Linked DNA regions of Mus musculus: all the other regions are linked to region 1. A link is a contact called in public ChIA-PET and promoter capture Hi-C data. All regions are on one chromosome and are shown on one strand. Each heading gives the region's core, a stretch centred on a gene start, on an enhancer-like site or on the middle of the called end of the contact. The rest is flanking DNA. Distances are from core to core; before and after follow the strand shown.

Evidence for each region. Promoter capture Hi-C pulls out the DNA fragments that hold promoters and counts their contacts. ChIA-PET counts read pairs in DNA pulled down with a chosen protein or histone mark.
Region 2: a promoter capture Hi-C map of pre-B cells shows a contact between it and region 1, with 4 times the contacts expected there. The contact joins the promoter of Chmp1a here to the enhancer-like site in region 1. A contact is called at or near these places in 21 of 39 promoter capture datasets (the 3T3-L1 cell line, the C10 cell line, the HPC-7 cell line and 12 more), 2 of 484 Hi-C or Micro-C datasets (B cells and bone marrow-derived macrophages), 7 of 115 datasets of contacts at active chromatin or transcription factors (T-cell acute lymphoblastic leukemia, bone marrow-derived dendritic cells, differentiating embryonic stem cells and 4 more) and 2 of 9 other capture datasets (adipose tissue and liver).
Region 3: a contact with region 1 is called in a promoter capture Hi-C map of pre-B cells, with 3 times the contacts expected there. The contact joins the promoter of Zfpm1 here to the enhancer-like site in region 1. A contact is called at or near these places in 8 of 39 promoter capture datasets (embryonic stem cells, fetal liver, liver and 3 more), 3 of 484 Hi-C or Micro-C datasets (B cells and the G1E-ER4 cell line) and 1 of 115 datasets of contacts at active chromatin or transcription factors (memory CD8 T cells).
Region 4: a promoter capture Hi-C map of pre-B cells shows a contact between it and region 1, with 2.4 times the contacts expected there. The contact joins the promoter of Spg7 here to the enhancer-like site in region 1. A contact is called at or near these places in 9 of 39 promoter capture datasets (cranial neural crest, embryonic stem cells, frontonasal cranial neural crest and 5 more), 1 of 484 Hi-C or Micro-C datasets (B cells), 2 of 115 datasets of contacts at active chromatin or transcription factors (embryonic stem cells and pancreatic cancer cells) and 3 of 9 other capture datasets (adipose tissue, liver and pancreatic islet).
Region 5: a contact with region 1 is called in an RNA polymerase II ChIA-PET map of memory CD8 T cells, with 94 read pairs. The contact joins the promoter of 2810013P06Rik here to the enhancer-like site in region 1. A contact is called at or near these places in 14 of 39 promoter capture datasets (the HPC-7 cell line, cranial neural crest, embryonic stem cells and 8 more), 1 of 484 Hi-C or Micro-C datasets (B cells), 2 of 115 datasets of contacts at active chromatin or transcription factors (epiblast stem cells and memory CD8 T cells) and 1 of 9 other capture datasets (liver).

What each region holds. Positions count from the first base shown.
Region 1 is chr8:122,701,091-122,703,894 of GRCm38.p6, forward strand. No RefSeq gene overlaps it. Among named protein-coding and RNA genes, the nearest start is that of Gm10612, 4.6 kb to the left of the region's middle. Within about 2 kb of position 1,396, at least 78 of the 459 cell types and tissues checked have an H3K27ac peak or open chromatin away from gene starts, as enhancers often do. A contact at or near this core is called in B cells, T-cell acute lymphoblastic leukemia, adipose tissue and 5 more, where this site is marked.
Region 2 is chr8:123,211,445-123,214,248 of GRCm38.p6, forward strand. Chmp1a (charged multivesicular body protein 1A) reads right to left here and starts at 1,344. Exons shown (of 7, transcript NM_145606.3): 1 at 1,222-1,344. The coding sequence starts at 1,228. Spata33 (spermatogenesis associated 33) reads left to right here and starts at 1,414. Exons shown (of 3, transcript NM_177279.4): 1 at 1,414-1,553; 2 at 1,644-1,793. The coding sequence starts at 1,517.
Region 3 is chr8:122,280,768-122,283,571 of GRCm38.p6, forward strand. Zfpm1 (zinc finger protein, multitype 1) reads left to right here and starts at 1,374. Exons shown (of 10, transcript NM_009569.4): 1 at 1,374-1,755. The coding sequence starts at 1,716. The region is part of intron 1 of Gm39269 (a long non-coding RNA gene); the gene reads right to left. RefSeq lists an enhancer at 1,988-2,231.
Region 4 is chr8:123,064,047-123,066,850 of GRCm38.p6, forward strand. It overlaps Spg7 (SPG7, paraplegin matrix AAA peptidase subunit), which reads left to right and starts at 1,462. Exons shown (of 17, transcript NM_153176.5): 1 at 1,462-1,663; 2 at 2,427-2,529. The coding sequence starts at 1,481.
Region 5 is chr8:123,041,239-123,044,042 of GRCm38.p6, forward strand. 2810013P06Rik (RIKEN cDNA 2810013P06 gene) reads left to right here and starts at 1,337. Exons shown (of 1, transcript NR_045268.1): 1 at 1,337-2,804. Ankrd11 (ankyrin repeat domain 11) reads right to left here and starts at 1,046. Exons shown (of 13, transcript NM_001081379.2): 1 at 711-1,046.

The sequences.
Region 1 (2,804 bases), core at 146-2,645:
GCCAGGGTGGCCAGACATCAAGATGGCCTTGCTTCTGTCTTTTGGAAACTGCAGGAGACAGCTGTCCATCAAAGTTCTCTAATGATGTGGCTGAGTGATTCCAGGTTGGGGCAGCCTTCCTTCCAGGCCTTTAGGAATCTGCTGTCTAACCAGAAAGCTGAGAATAGGAATTCAGAGGCTATGGAGACTGGAGGCAAGGAGGCACTCAGCTTACACTGTCTCCTCTTCTAGGTTGTGAGACTCTATGAGTGCTGGGTAGGTAGATGAACAGATGCATCATGGATGGATGGGTGGACAGACAGACAGATGAAAAGAAGAGGCTACACAAGTCTCATAGCAATCCACTTTATACAGAAAGGATAGGGTCTGCAGGTTGATGTCTCTAGTCTCTAAACCCATCAAGGAGGGCCGTAAGTCCCAGCCGCTCCAGATTGGGGGGAGGGGGGAGAACAGTGACCTGTGCAGCTCCTTGTGAGCTGAGCGGCAGGCCACCAACTTCTGCTTCTTGGTCCCAAGTGAGGTTTGTCTAGTTAGGGTGGGTAGCAGGAGCCATACACTGGGTGACAGGTGAGCCTGTCCAGTGCTGGCCACCAACCCTGCCCAGTACAGGGTGGGGCTGAGCAAACTCAGAACCAGAGAGCAGGTGACACAGCGCATGGCTGGGTGACACGTGGAAATCCGGGACGGGGACTGTGATCATCAGATGTACATCTGGAGAGGACAAGCCTGCTTTTGGGTCCCTAGGCTGGAATTAACCCCTTGTGAGGGTTGGAATTGGGACCCAATGTTTTAGGGGCTTGCTTACATCTCTGGAAAACTCTACGGCTGCCCCTTAAGGTGCTTCTGAGAACAGAAATAAATTCAGCAAACCACACAGGAAGCGCATCTGCTGAACACCTGGATGTGCGAGGCCTGCCTGTGACCTCGGAGAACCCACTCAGCCTCTAGTGAGGCACAAGTGTCAGCGTTGCCACCACCAGCACATCACTGCCACCAGTGCATCACCTGGAGGCTCAGCAAGGTCACCCAGCAGCTGAAAAAGGGCTGGCATTTTTTCAGCCAGGCTTAACCCAGATTGGTGAATCTGTAGGCATCTATGACCCAAACTGTCAGGCACAAAGTCCTATCTACCTTGGCCACTGTTACATCAAGCCCGGGTCCCTCAGCCGCAGGAAACCAAGGTGTCCCAAGGGAGAGTCCAGCCTGTATATGACCCAGCACACAATGCAATGACCCACAGAAGCAGGCATCCTGAGAGCCTGGGTGCTGCCTGCTTATTGGTGGGGAAGCCCCTTCTGAAGCCACTTTCTCTTTAAGGGGCCAGTGTGGAGGGCAGCCCCTGGTTTCTTTATGACTGTGAGGTTGGGGCTGGAGGCTCACCCTTCTTGGGGAGTTGCTCTCCTCAGCAATCTCTTTTAATTTCACTTCCTTTGGGTCTGGGAAGCCAGAAGTGCAGCTGGCCCGGGGCAGCAGGTGCCTGAACCACAGAGGCAGAAACAGGCAGAGATGAGAAAATCTCCCTTAGGCGTGAGCACTGTTTCCTTCGTAATTTCTCACTCCATCTATCTTTCTTTGGTGTTGAAGGGCGCTTTAAAGGGAGCTCTAAATAGGCCTGGACAGTGTACTGGTAGCATTCTGAATACTCTGTTGCAGCAGGCAGCCACAGAACCTGGTGCCTGCTGGTCAGCTTCCCTTGGGGCCTCCAACCCCGCCTTCACAGTCACACCAAGGGTGCCGCCCTTCCTCCAGTCGGTGGGCTGTTTGCAGGTGTGTCGTGGTCATGGAGATCCTGGTAGGCCTGGCTGAGAGAGTGACGGGTGTTTTAGGCACCTGGAAGGATTTGGGAGACGCTTGGAGTCAAAGCTTTTGGATCTGATGAGTCACTGGTGTGGCTAGCCAGGTTTCCTCCTGAAACTGGACCCTCTGTGTAAACTAGTGCTGCCATTGAAGTAACCTCAGAACAGAATGGAAGGGAACTTAACTTGTATCTGCGAGGAAAACAAATTTGCATTGCTTTTTAAAAATGAAGTTTCTAGTAACATTTTTCTGTGCACGTGCAGATCACGGTCCAGTTTAGAGGCTGTGGGGCTCGACCACGGGCTTTCACTAAACTTTTTTTTTTTTTTTTTAATTTAAGACAAGGGCTCAAGTAGCCCAGGCTGACCTCCAACTAACTATGTAACTATGACTGGTCTTGAACCCCTGATTTTTTTTGCCTCTATTTCCTGAATGTTGGAAGTACAGGCACGCACTACCATGTCTGGCTATTATCTGTAATCTTAAACATCAGGTAGGACTGGTGAAATTGGTCAGTGGGTAAAGGCACTTGCCACCAAGCTTGAAAACCTGAGAGAAAGTGGAAGGGGAGAACCAACTCTCTGTACTTTTCTATTCTCTGACCTACACACACACACACACACACACACACACACACACACATACACACATACCCACATATATACACAGAGACACACGCACATACACACATATACAGAGACACATGCATGGACAAATGCATAGACATACACATACACACACATATATATACACACACACTCTCATATATACACACATAGAAACACACACATACACACATACACACTTATACACAAAGACACATGCACAGACAAATGCACTGACATAAACACACACATACACATATTCACACACTCAAACACTCACACACAGACACACATACTTACACACAAACACACACATAGACACACACACTTACACACTCACATATAGACACACACTTACTCACTCTCTCTCTCTCTCTCACACACACACACAGAAAGAGAGAG
Region 2 (2,804 bases), core at 94-2,593, 510 kb after region 1:
CTGGACTCTGAAAATCGGGAGAACCCTGTTGTGAGCTGCAGAGTGAACTGTAATGTCAGACAAGGGTCCATCTTCTTCCCAAGGGACAGTCTAGGATTCTTTTTTGCTTGTTTGTTTTTGTTTTGTTTTTCGAGACAGGGTTTCTCTGTATAGCCCTGGCTATCCTGGAACTCACTTTGTAGACCAGGCTGGATTAAAGGCGTACGCTACCACGCCTGGCTCAGTCTAGGATTCTTACGTCTTCTACAACAATGACACAGTACTTTAGCTTTCTACATTTCAGAAAGCAGTTTAAAAACAAAACAAAACCTCCATTACAGCCCTAGGCGGTGGCACAGACCTTTAATCCCAGCAGTGGGGAGGCAGAAGTAGGCAGATCTCTGAGTTCAAGGGCAGCTTGGTGTATACAGTAAGTTCTAGGCCAGCCAAGGCTACATAGAGAAGCAGTCTCATACAAACAAAAACTCTATGATACTAGCCCATAAAACCTATTATGAGTTCCTTGGGAGTCTAGAGGTTGGAGCCACGGCAGGTCGAAGTGACTCGTGACTCATACTGCTACGGGTGGTTCCCTTCCAACCTGTTAACCTAAGGTTAACCGGGCCCTCCTACTAGGAGGGAACCCAAAATCCTACTGTTTGGCACTTGAACTCCTTTGTATCTTAATTACTATTTCTCTGGGTACTTTTCTGGTGCCTTCTGACCACACTCCGTTGTCCCCAAACAGAAACAAAACAAACAGGGAGAGTGGCTAGTGGAAGTGGCCTGGATCGGGGGTCGGGTGTAGGATCATTTGGACAAGATTCAGGGTTTGGATCCCGGGCGTGGGGTGCAGGCCTGGGGAGATCTGGTAAAGAAACAAGACCCAGGGGTAAGAGCTGGCTGGGGGTCTGGAATCAAGAATCGGGAGCTGGCTTCTGCTGGGTTGTGCGATCGAGGCCCAGGAGAGGGTTTCAGCTAGGATGTCAGGGTTCAGGCACCGGGTCGGGTCCTGGTGGCTACACGGGCTGCAGGCCCCAGGGCAGGTCCTAGTCGGAGGTCTCGAGCCCAGTGAGCTGGGGGCGGGTCCCGGTCCGAATACAGGGTATAGACTATGGGTCCCAGGCCCGGGGGGATAGAGTCTGGGGCTGAAGCCCGGGGCGGGTCCGGCTGGGTTATGGGGCTGAGGCGAGACGTCCGCAGACTCCCGCTCCGACCCCGAAGTGGATGACAGCCCCTTACCGTCCATGGCCGGTCGGGCTAGCACAGCCCTCGGGGCGGCGCAGGGGACGCGATGTTACGGACCCGCTGTCTCCGCGAGGGCTTCCGGGGTCGCCACCGCTTCCGGTCGCGCGGCCGGCTGTCGCGAGAAGATAGCTCCGGGGCGGGGCTTGGGCGGGGCCTGGGCGGGGCTCAGGCACGGCTCGCGCGGCACGCGGTTGCCATGGTAATGAGCTCCCGGAGCCTAGTGTGGGTTTTGTGAGTCGGTCGGGTTAACCGGCCCCGAGGCCGCCCGGCTGGAGCGGCGGGGTCACCTATGGGCCAGTCGAAAAGCAAACCCAGAGAGAAGAAAGGTAAAGGGCGCCGCCTGGCGGCGAGGCCCGCCCTCCGTGCGGGCGTCCGCGGGCTGTAGGTCTAACGGCTTGTCCGTCCGTGTGTTTCAGAGGAGGAGAAGAGCACTACCACTTTAGTTACAAAGTCTAAGGAGAAAGTAATGGAGAAGGAGGCCAAGCAGTCTGACAAGGAGTCGCAGCCTGCCGAAAGCCTGTTGTTCGCGACATCCAAGCACTCAAGGCCGTCGTCTTCGTCTGAAGGTAGGGAGATCCAGAGGAGACCGGCCGCGGCAAGGCAGCAGGGATGGGACCTCTTTCTAAGGATGATGACCCGGGAGGTAAATATTACAGGGTTCTCGGTGCAGGGAAGGTGAGCGAGAGCACTGCCCTTGGCTCTAGGCTAGGCTATAACAGGGATTTCAAGGGCATCTTGTATATCTGGAGACCCTGTTTCAGAAGGAAAAAAGAAATTGAGACGAAACTTGAGCGATCCATAAAGTGTTCCCCAAAGAGGGTTAGTAGGGTGCTCTCTGGTCCCACAGTGATCCCTTCAACATGTTACAGCTTGGAGCAGAATTCTCCTCGGGTGATTGGCCAGGCTGCTGTGTGACTGACTCCTGAGCGGAGAGGGCTTGGTGTCCCTCAGCCTGGCCACAAAGATGGGAGGGCGTCTCAAGGTAGAAAGGACCGTGAGTGGGACAAAAGTGTTTCTTTTCACACCCAGCATTTGGCAGACACCAGAAACTGCTGCGAATTCCACTTTTCCCCGAGGCAGACGTTTGGCCTGTTTCTACCTTTTATAGTAGCTTGGTATGGCCACACAGAAGGAAACGTACAGAGCCTTCCGACACTGTGACACCCCCCCCCCCCCCATTGTCAGAAATAGAACTGTTGCAGGTTTAAAACAAGGAAGGCATTAGGAATTGGATGCTTTGTCTTTCTGGTTCCAGAATGGAGGCCTGTATGAAAAACAGAGCCCTAGGAGGACCTACCCCAGGCTCACTGCCGGAATCTGGTGGAAGCCAGAGGCGCAGTAGCCGAGGACAGTTGAGAAGGATTGGAGGTAGAAAGCACAGACCCTCCTCTCATTTGAGAAAGAGGTTGAGGCACCCATGGGTCTTGGGGAGGCAGTTTGAAATCCAGGTGCTGGGACTGGATTTCTGAGGTCTGACCTTGAAGCTTAGGGGCCCCTCATCTGAGGCTAGAAGGCTACACAGAGGCTGCAGACCTAGGGAGGCTTGTGATGTGATATCTGTCGATCAGGGCGCTTTT
Region 3 (2,804 bases), core at 124-2,623, 420 kb before region 1:
GTGGCATCGGCTGCGGTTAAACAAGGCCAGCTGACCTCTGGCTCCTCCCGGATTTCCGGGCAGGTCTGAGTTCAAGAAGGAAAAACCTGAGGTTCCCTCCCCTCCCCTCCAATTAGGCATAAGACTGAACCACTTGAGGCTACCCACAGTCATCGGAAGCTGCAAATCTCATACTGAAGCTTCCTTCTGGATCAGAGTCTCTGTCAACTTTCAAAGTCCAGCAAAAATTTAGTGTCCAGGCCTCGGGCATCCAGACCCCACTGCTGGCTCCCTGAAAGGCACAGCTTCAAGGGGCAGCACAACTTAAGCCATGGGGGCGGAGCTCCAGAGCGGAGGGGCAGGGCCAGACAAGCTAGGGGCCTGTGCCGCGGGGCTGCTGCACAGGTCTCCAAGGGGCAGAACAGGTCTCCAAGTCCTAAATAGGCCTGCGGACATAACCTCAGGAAACTACAACTAACTAAGAAGGCTAGAGGTCTATCTAGAAACGAGGGTGGGAATTCGGGACAAGGCCGGCGCGACCTGGGGCCAGCCCAGGGGCCAGCCCGGAGGAGGTGAGGACAAAGCTGAGGATTGGACAGACGTGGGCAAGGCCTGTGTTGGGGGCGGGGAAGGACCAGGCCTGTGCGAAGGACTACGGAGCAGAGGCGGGGCCAGGGAGAAGGCGGGCCTACGGAGGCGTGGCGAAGGCAAAGAAGGAGGAGACGTGGGCGGAGCCAGCACCTGGAAGGGCGGGTTGTGGGCGTGGCCAGCAGGGTGGCAAGGAATACAGGGGCGGAGCCCGTGGGAAGGACTAGTAAAGGGGCGGGATCAGTTTGAGGACAGCTGAGGCTGTGCTCTTGTGAGGAGGACGAGCAAAGGGAGTCAACAAGAGAGTGTAGCTGAGGAGCAGGGTCACTGTGAGGGCGGGGCAGGGGCAGGGACAACGTGGGGAGGACAACTGATAGGCGGGATCAGGGTAATAAGGTTGCTGAGGGACAGGGTCGACGAAAGGAGGACGGCTGAGGAGCGGGGGTCAATGTGAGGAGGACGGCTGAGGGGCGGGGTCAACGCGAGGAGGGACGGCCGAAGGGCGGGACCAATGTGGGAAGAATCGGCTGAAGGGCGGGGTCAGCGCGAGGAGCACAGATGAGGGGTGGAGCCAGCGCGAGGACAGAAGGCCCGGCCCAGGCTGGGTGAGTACGCGGAAGTCGGTGCAAGCAGAGAAAAGACGAGCGCTAGTTTGGGGCGGGGCCAGTGGGAAGGACGGCCTGAGGGCGGGGTCAGCACGGGTGGGAAGGCGCTACCGCGGAGGACGGTCCGGGGCGTGGCGAGAGGCGGGGCCCGCCGCCAGCTACGCGAAGGCCCCGCCCGCCTGGCCAGCCTGCGGGGAGCGCCCTGGCGGCGGCCGCCGGTTCGCCGCTCGCGGCTCGCAGGTTCCATTGAGAAAAGCTGAGCGGCGGCGGCGGCGGCGTCTGCGCCGGAGCAGAGAAGCCGCCACCAGCCCGCCGCCCGCCGGGCAGTCCGCGCGCCCGAGCGCAGGGCCGTGGCCTCGGGCCTCCGCGGCGGCGCCGGCGGCCCACGCGCGGCGCGGCGGGCTGGGGGCGCGGGCCGAGGCAGCCGTGGAGCCCGCGGGCCGGGGGCATGAGCCGCCCCGCTACCCCGCCGCGCCCCTGCCGCCCGCCGCCGCCCGCCAGGGGCTAGAGGCGGCCGCCGCGAGGGCGCGCGGCGCCGGAGACATGTCCAGGAGGAAACAGAGCAATCCCCGGCAGATCAAGCGTGAGTCAAACTTTGCCCGTGGTGCCCGCCAGACCCCCGCTGGCGCCCCGCCGCCCCGCGCCGCCCCTGCGCGGCCGCCCAACCCCGCTGCGCCCGCGACCTTCACCCCGCGCCGCGCCCCCCGCGCCGAGTGCCAAGCGCGCCGTAATCTAATCTCTGCCGGCGGGCAGGGCCCCCGCGTCTCAGCATGGGCACCCAGGGGGTCCGGGCCCCAGAGAGGGTGGCGGGTCCCGAGAGCCGGAAGGAGAGTGTCTGGGGGCGCGGCTCCAGCAGAGCCGGGCCACCTCGCAGCCTGCACCTCCCCCGCATCCGAGATGGTGCGGCGATAGGGCGGCCCCGATCTGGGCTCAGATAAAGTTTAAAATATTCCATTCTGCAAGTCCCATCCTGATAAGATCGCTCTGTCGGGACGGGCTGAAATTGTGATCTTATCTGGCGTGCTTGACTCTCCCAGGCTTTGTATCTAGAGGCAGAAGGAGAAAGACCTGGGAGTAAGGGGGACTTGGGACTGCGGGGACCGGCCGGCGCCCACCGCAGCGCTTTGGCTGCAGAGCGACAAGGCAGCGGAATAGGTAGTGGAGGCTGCTCCAACCTAGGCATTTGGCACTGGCTGACCAAACCCCCTTTATCCGCTCCGGCTCTGGAGTTTTCGATCCGACCTCTGCCTGCTGGGGGACATGTGGAGATCCGACCCACCAACTGCCCCTAACAACGCTACACGAATGGATGCCCATGGGCACCGCTCTCTCCACCTCCATCCGAGGGGTTATCCTGAACCATCCAGGGACCTCAGGCACTCAAACGTTGTTCCCGAGTGAAGTTTCTCGCAGGTTCTCCCGTGGGCACTTTCCCGAGCAAGGCAGACCCTATAATCCTACATCATCCGTGCCCCCCTACAGTAAGACCCTCCTGGGCTCTTGGGGCTACCAGGTTGCGGGGCCTCTTGGCTGCTCTAGGAGCGAGTAAGCACACAGGAAGAGCTCCTCCCCACGCCACACCAATAATAACTTCGCGCCTCTCCCGGCAGGGCGCGGGGCTTCCTCCCCGGA
Region 4 (2,804 bases), core at 212-2,711, 360 kb after region 1:
ATTTATTTACTTCAGAGAGTTTGCTTGACATGAAGCCAGGCACCAGTCAGCACCGAGAAGGCTTATTGTTTGAATTATTTAGTGTTAAGGGACTTGGAGAGTACAGAAAGACATGGAGTGGAAGGAAAGGCACCGAGACTGCTTTGGGGGCTTTCTGCAGTTAGACTACCAGGCACCAGCCTGGCATGGACTAGCAGGACTCAGAGCTTCAGTGGCCCTGCCCAGGCCTGGGATTGCAGCTGTCCATGGGTGGGACAGCAAGCTCTCCCTTCTGTCTCTGCACAAATGAACTGTCAAAGCCAAATGGTATGAAGCTCGGGATGACGGGTGCTCCTCAGGGGCAGTGAGTATAATTAAGGGGGCTCTTAATTTGGTCATAAACACAGTCCACAGGAACAAAGAATGCTAGTGGTTGCCTGATGCTAAGGGAGTTGGAGAAATGGGTAGTAGACCACTAATGGCTATAAGGGGGGGAGGGGTCTGGAAAGATGGCTCAGTGGTTAAGAGCACTGTCTGCTCTTCCAGAGGACACGGGTCCAATCACCACTTTAAATGTTTTATTTAATGTGCACTGGTGTTTTGCTTGCATGTATGTCTGTGGGAGGTTGTCGAATCCCCTGGAACTGGAGTTACAGATGGTCATGAGCTGCCATGTGGGTGCTGGGAATTGAACCTGGATCCTCTGGAAGAGCAGCCAGTGCTCTTAACAGCTGAGCCATCTCTCCAGCCCCTCCAGTTCCGACTTTAGGAGCCCCCCTCCCTCCCTCTCTAAGATTGAGGGCACCGTTTTCCTACTCTGTATGTAGCTGCTGCCCTGTGGTCTCACACACCACTGGCTCTAAGTTGATTCTGTAGCCAGCCAGGGGCATCCCCCGGATCTCTGATGTTCAGAAAAACTGGTTCATTCTTGTCAGGCCGGCACACAGGAGACGGAGCTTGAGTTTGAAGCCAGACTGTTGCACAGCGATACTGTATTTAAAAAAACAAATAACCAAAACCAAGAGGCAGGTGGATCTCCGAGTTCGAGGTCAGTCTGGTCTACAGCGAGAGGACAGCTAGCACCACACAGAGAAACAACAAAATAAATACGTACAGGAAGGACGGAAGTGGCCAACAGGAACCACCAAATCGCACCCCAAAGAAAGAGATAACGTGAAAAGCGAATCGTGTATCCACTTGCCAAGTACTGGAAACCGCAACTTGGACTGTTAATAAAACACAAGAGAGAAAAATACCGGGTAACCGTAGCCTGTCTCTACGTGAACCCGCAGGCTGCGGGCTGCTAGCTTTCGCGCTGCGCACCCTGCTGACTCTCGAGGTTTCGCAGCTAACCTTGCGGATACCAGACGGTTCGGACCGCGCAGGCGTCGCCAGGAGCGCGCGACCTTCAACCCCGCGCAAGCGCAAAGGGAGGCCGCCCTCAAAAACCTGACCGTTAGGGCGGCCGGAGCCGCACTGCGCAGGCGCCGCTTTCGGCACCATGGCGGCCGCCTTGCTGCTGCTTCGCGGGCTCCGCCCCGGCCCGGAGCCCCGGCCCCGACGGCTGTGGGGCCTGCTCTCAGGCAGGGGCCCAGGCCTCTCGTCCGGGGCTGGGGCCAGGCGGCCGTACGCGGCCCGCGGGACTCCGGTTGGCCCGGCTGCGGCTGGAGGCCACGCGCCTCAGGTAACCCGCTCGGAGCCCGGCGGCGGCGGGTGTGGCGGGTCGGTCCGCGCCGACCGGAAGTGCGCCTGCACCTCGCTCTTCCGCAGGAGGATGGCTGCTGTGGGCTCCCCGGGACGGGAGGCAGCATCTGCCTCGGGTGGTTCGTCTCTCCCTGGCGTGTGTGAGAGAGACGCCCTGTATCACTGTCCCTGGCGGCTTCAAACTGAGTCCTGGTCACCCGTGCCTTTCCGTCCTCTTCTTTCTGGTCTGGAGGCAGGCGTTCATGTGTACTCGGAGCAGCCCTTGGACTCCCGATCCTTTTGCCCACATAGGTGGTGCACACTTGCAATTTCAGTATTTGCTGGTAGGACGAGGCCAGGAAGATTGTGAATTGGAGACTCAAACTGGGCTGTGGGTGAAAGTTAATTGACTTTTGTTTCTTCGGTTTTTTTGTTTTGTTTTGTGGCTGAGTCCAGTGAAATTCATTGATGGAGTTGATTGACACTTTCCCTTGGCCCCTCCCCTTCTTGGGAGGCAGTTCTAGGATGGAAACCGAGGAGGGAGAGATTCTCAATACACAGTTGAAGATGACTTTGAACTTTTGATGCTCCTGCATCCCCTCCCAAGTGCTGGGATTACATGCATGCGCCACTGTACCCAGTTTTAAGGAGGTACTGGGGATCAAATCCATAGCTTTCTGCATGCTAGGCAAGGACTTTGATTAGGCCTGTGTTGTTGTGGTATATGGTCTTAGTGTTACCTCGGTCTTTTTCTCTTTTTACAGAGTTTGCTATTGCGAATACTGACCCCTAGCTTTGAAGGTATTAGCGGATTGTTACTGAAACAGCATATAGTTCCAAATGCAGTCAGACTGTGGCCGCTTTCAGGTGTGTATGCATTGCATGGTCCATTACTGAGGGACACAGGTTTTACTGTAGTCCTATAAGAGCATAGTGGAAGAGGACAAAACCAAACAAACCAGGTCTTACATGCCTGTAATCTCAGCACTAAAACAGGGGCTGCCAGTTGGAGGTCAGGCAGAACTAGCTAGTGAAACCCTGCTGGCCCCCTGCTCACCCCCACCCCCCACCCAAAAAAACAAAAGGTTTTATGTTGTCTGAGAGCACAGCACTTGCTGCAGTGAGCAGGGCTCGCTGTGATG
Region 5 (2,804 bases), core at 87-2,586, 340 kb after region 1:
CAGGCAACGTCTCACATTGTTCCTTGAGGCCAAAGGCTGCTCCTGCAGCCGTCGCCTACACCGCTTTCCTCCCACTCTCCCCCCCGAGTCCCGCCTTCCCCTCCCCCAGACGCCCCCCGCCGCCCCGCATTCCTGCCCCCACTCGGGCCTGCGCGCCTCCGCACCCCGCAGCTCCAGGTCCCCGGCTCGCCCGCCCCCTCCGGCTCGGCTCGCAGCCCGAGGGCCGCCTGCTCCCATTTCAAAACACGATAATAATAGGGACGCTGGGAATAACAACTACCACCAGCCCGGCGACGGAGCCCCTCCCGAGGGTCAGAGGTCGGCGCCCCGCGCCACTGAGGACCCCAGGGACTCCCGGGAGCCCGCCGTCGTCCTCACAGCGTCCCGGGACCCACTAACGCACCATCGACCCTCGCTCAAGGCCCGCCCTCGGTCCTCACGGCCGCCACAGCCCACCCCGGAGCCCTTCCTTAGCCTCTCTCGGCCGCCCGACCCCCGGGACGCCCCGAGGCCGGCCTCGGAGCCCGCCCTCGGCCCCTCATGGTCGCTCGCAGGACCCCCGCGGCCCACCGACCGGCCTCTCGCGGCGCACGGCCCGCCCCGGGGCACCCGCGGCGGCGGGCAGCGGAGGAGGCCTGCAGGCCGCAAGGCCGCAGGAACGCCCGACGCCCTCCCCGACCACCACCCCCCAGGTCCCCGGCGCCTCTCACCCGGCTCCGAGGGCGACGCGGCTCCGCGGCGGAACGGCGGCGGGGCGCGGGCGCTGCCCATGCAGCCCGCGGCCGCGTTTCCCGGGCCGCGCGGCCCGGGCGGGAAGGCGGCGTCGGCGCGCGGGCTGGAGGCTGCGGCGAGTGCGGGGCCGGCGGGATGCAAGCCCGCCCTCGGCGTGCAGGAGCTCACGCGGGGCCGCGGCGCTCGCGCGGACGCTACTGCGGGGGCGTCTGGCCGCGGACTCCGCCGCGGCGCCTCCCCGGCTGGGGCCCTCGGTCCATCGCGCTCTGTCGCGGGCGGCCTCTGGCTCCAGGACCCAGCGGTGGCTGCGGCGGGCGCCGGCCGCATGAGAGCCTCCCGCCCATTGGCTCGCCGTATCCGCCACCGCCATTGGCCCGCCCCGCAGAGCGGCAGGGGCCGCTTACGTCACGTCGGAGAGGAAATGCGATGCCGGGGTGAAAGGGCTCAGACGGCCCGACGGCTTCCGTAACAGGCACGGGGCGGCGCTAGGGAGACGTCCGGGAATGATTGGCATCCGTGCGTAGGAGACCCAGGCGGAGAAAGCCGCTGGATTGGCTGACCTCCCTGCCACGGGACACGACGATTGGCCCTACTCGGTGCCGGAAGTGATGAGGCCGCGGTCTGGAAACAAGGTTGTTGTCGAAGGAGCCAGAAGGTGGGAGCCGGCTTGTACCGGCTGGCCTTGCGCTGCGGACGCGAGGTCGTGTGTCGCCTGTGAGCCTGTGTGAGCTTCGAGAATGTGTGTCTCTAGCCGGCAGGAGGCTCTTGCAGGAGCAAAGGCAGCCGGGATGATGGCCGCGAAGGAGAAAGGCGGCCTCGGCCCCCACCCGCGATCCGGCTCTTTCCTGGAGGTGTTCCTGGACTGCGCTTCGCTCCGAGTCCCGTGAGCCACGTTAGCAACCGGGATGTGGTGAGCTCCAGACTCTGCCCGGAGGTTTCCTTAGACACCGCGCGCGCTTCAGCCGCCTCCCTTCCCCGGCTCCAGAACTTCACCGCGATGGTTCATGAAACAACAACAACAACAAAAAAAAAGGTTGACGAACCTCAGAGCTAGGCAGCAAAGTCGCATCGTCATGTGCCTGATTGTTTGAATTTACAGAACGCGGAAAAAGTTTAATGATGGTTTGCGTTAGTAGTGATTTGGTTTGCAAACGAGCTAAAAATTCGAATCCCAGCGCTGTAGTGACCGAGACAGGCGTATCCGGAGCTCAGAGTACATTGTTGTGAACATTTCGAGTTCAAGATTTGAGTTCCATGAAACCTTTGTCTCAGAAAAATGCATAAAGTAATTGTGACGAGTCTGATATGTTGGTATAGGCTTTTTATCCCGGTACTTAGGCAGAGGCAGGCTGGATCTCTGAGTTCCGGGCCAGCTAGGGCTACACAGTGAAAGCCAATTTCATAATATAATAAAATATAAAATAACAAGTAACCAGGGCTGGAGAGATGGCTCGGCGGCTAAGAGCACGTGCTGCCCTTCTCGGCACCCACCTCAGACAGCTTCACAGCCACCTTCAGAGGACTTGACATCTTCTGACTTTTCAGGAACTCACACCCGAGTAGAGTACTCACACATATAGACTACATATAAATCTTTTAAAGTAAATGGGACCTGGGGAGATGACCTGTCGGTCAAAAGCACTCACTGGCTGCTCTTCCAGAGGATCTGGGTTCGATTCCCGGCATCTGTAACTCCTGTTCTAGAAGATCTAACATTGTCTAGGGGCTCCCCAAACATGCACTAGTACACATACATATACACAGAAAAAAAATACGCTTCTGCACAGAAAAAAATCTACAAAAAAAAAGTTTTAAGTAGTCAAACTTCCAGCCTTGTCCTATTTAAAGAGCATCTGTGTATTTGTGAACCAGAAAAGCTAAGTGACTAAAATCAATATTTATACTTCTTTGTTTTGTTTTGTTTTTGACTTTTGGGGTTTTGTTTGTTTGTTTGAGACAAGTTTTCTCTGTGGAGCCCTGGCCTTCCTGGAAATAGTTCTGTAGAGGGTTTGGGTGTTTTGTTTTGTTTGTCTGTATAAACAAAGTCTTTACAGAGCACAGATTATGAAATC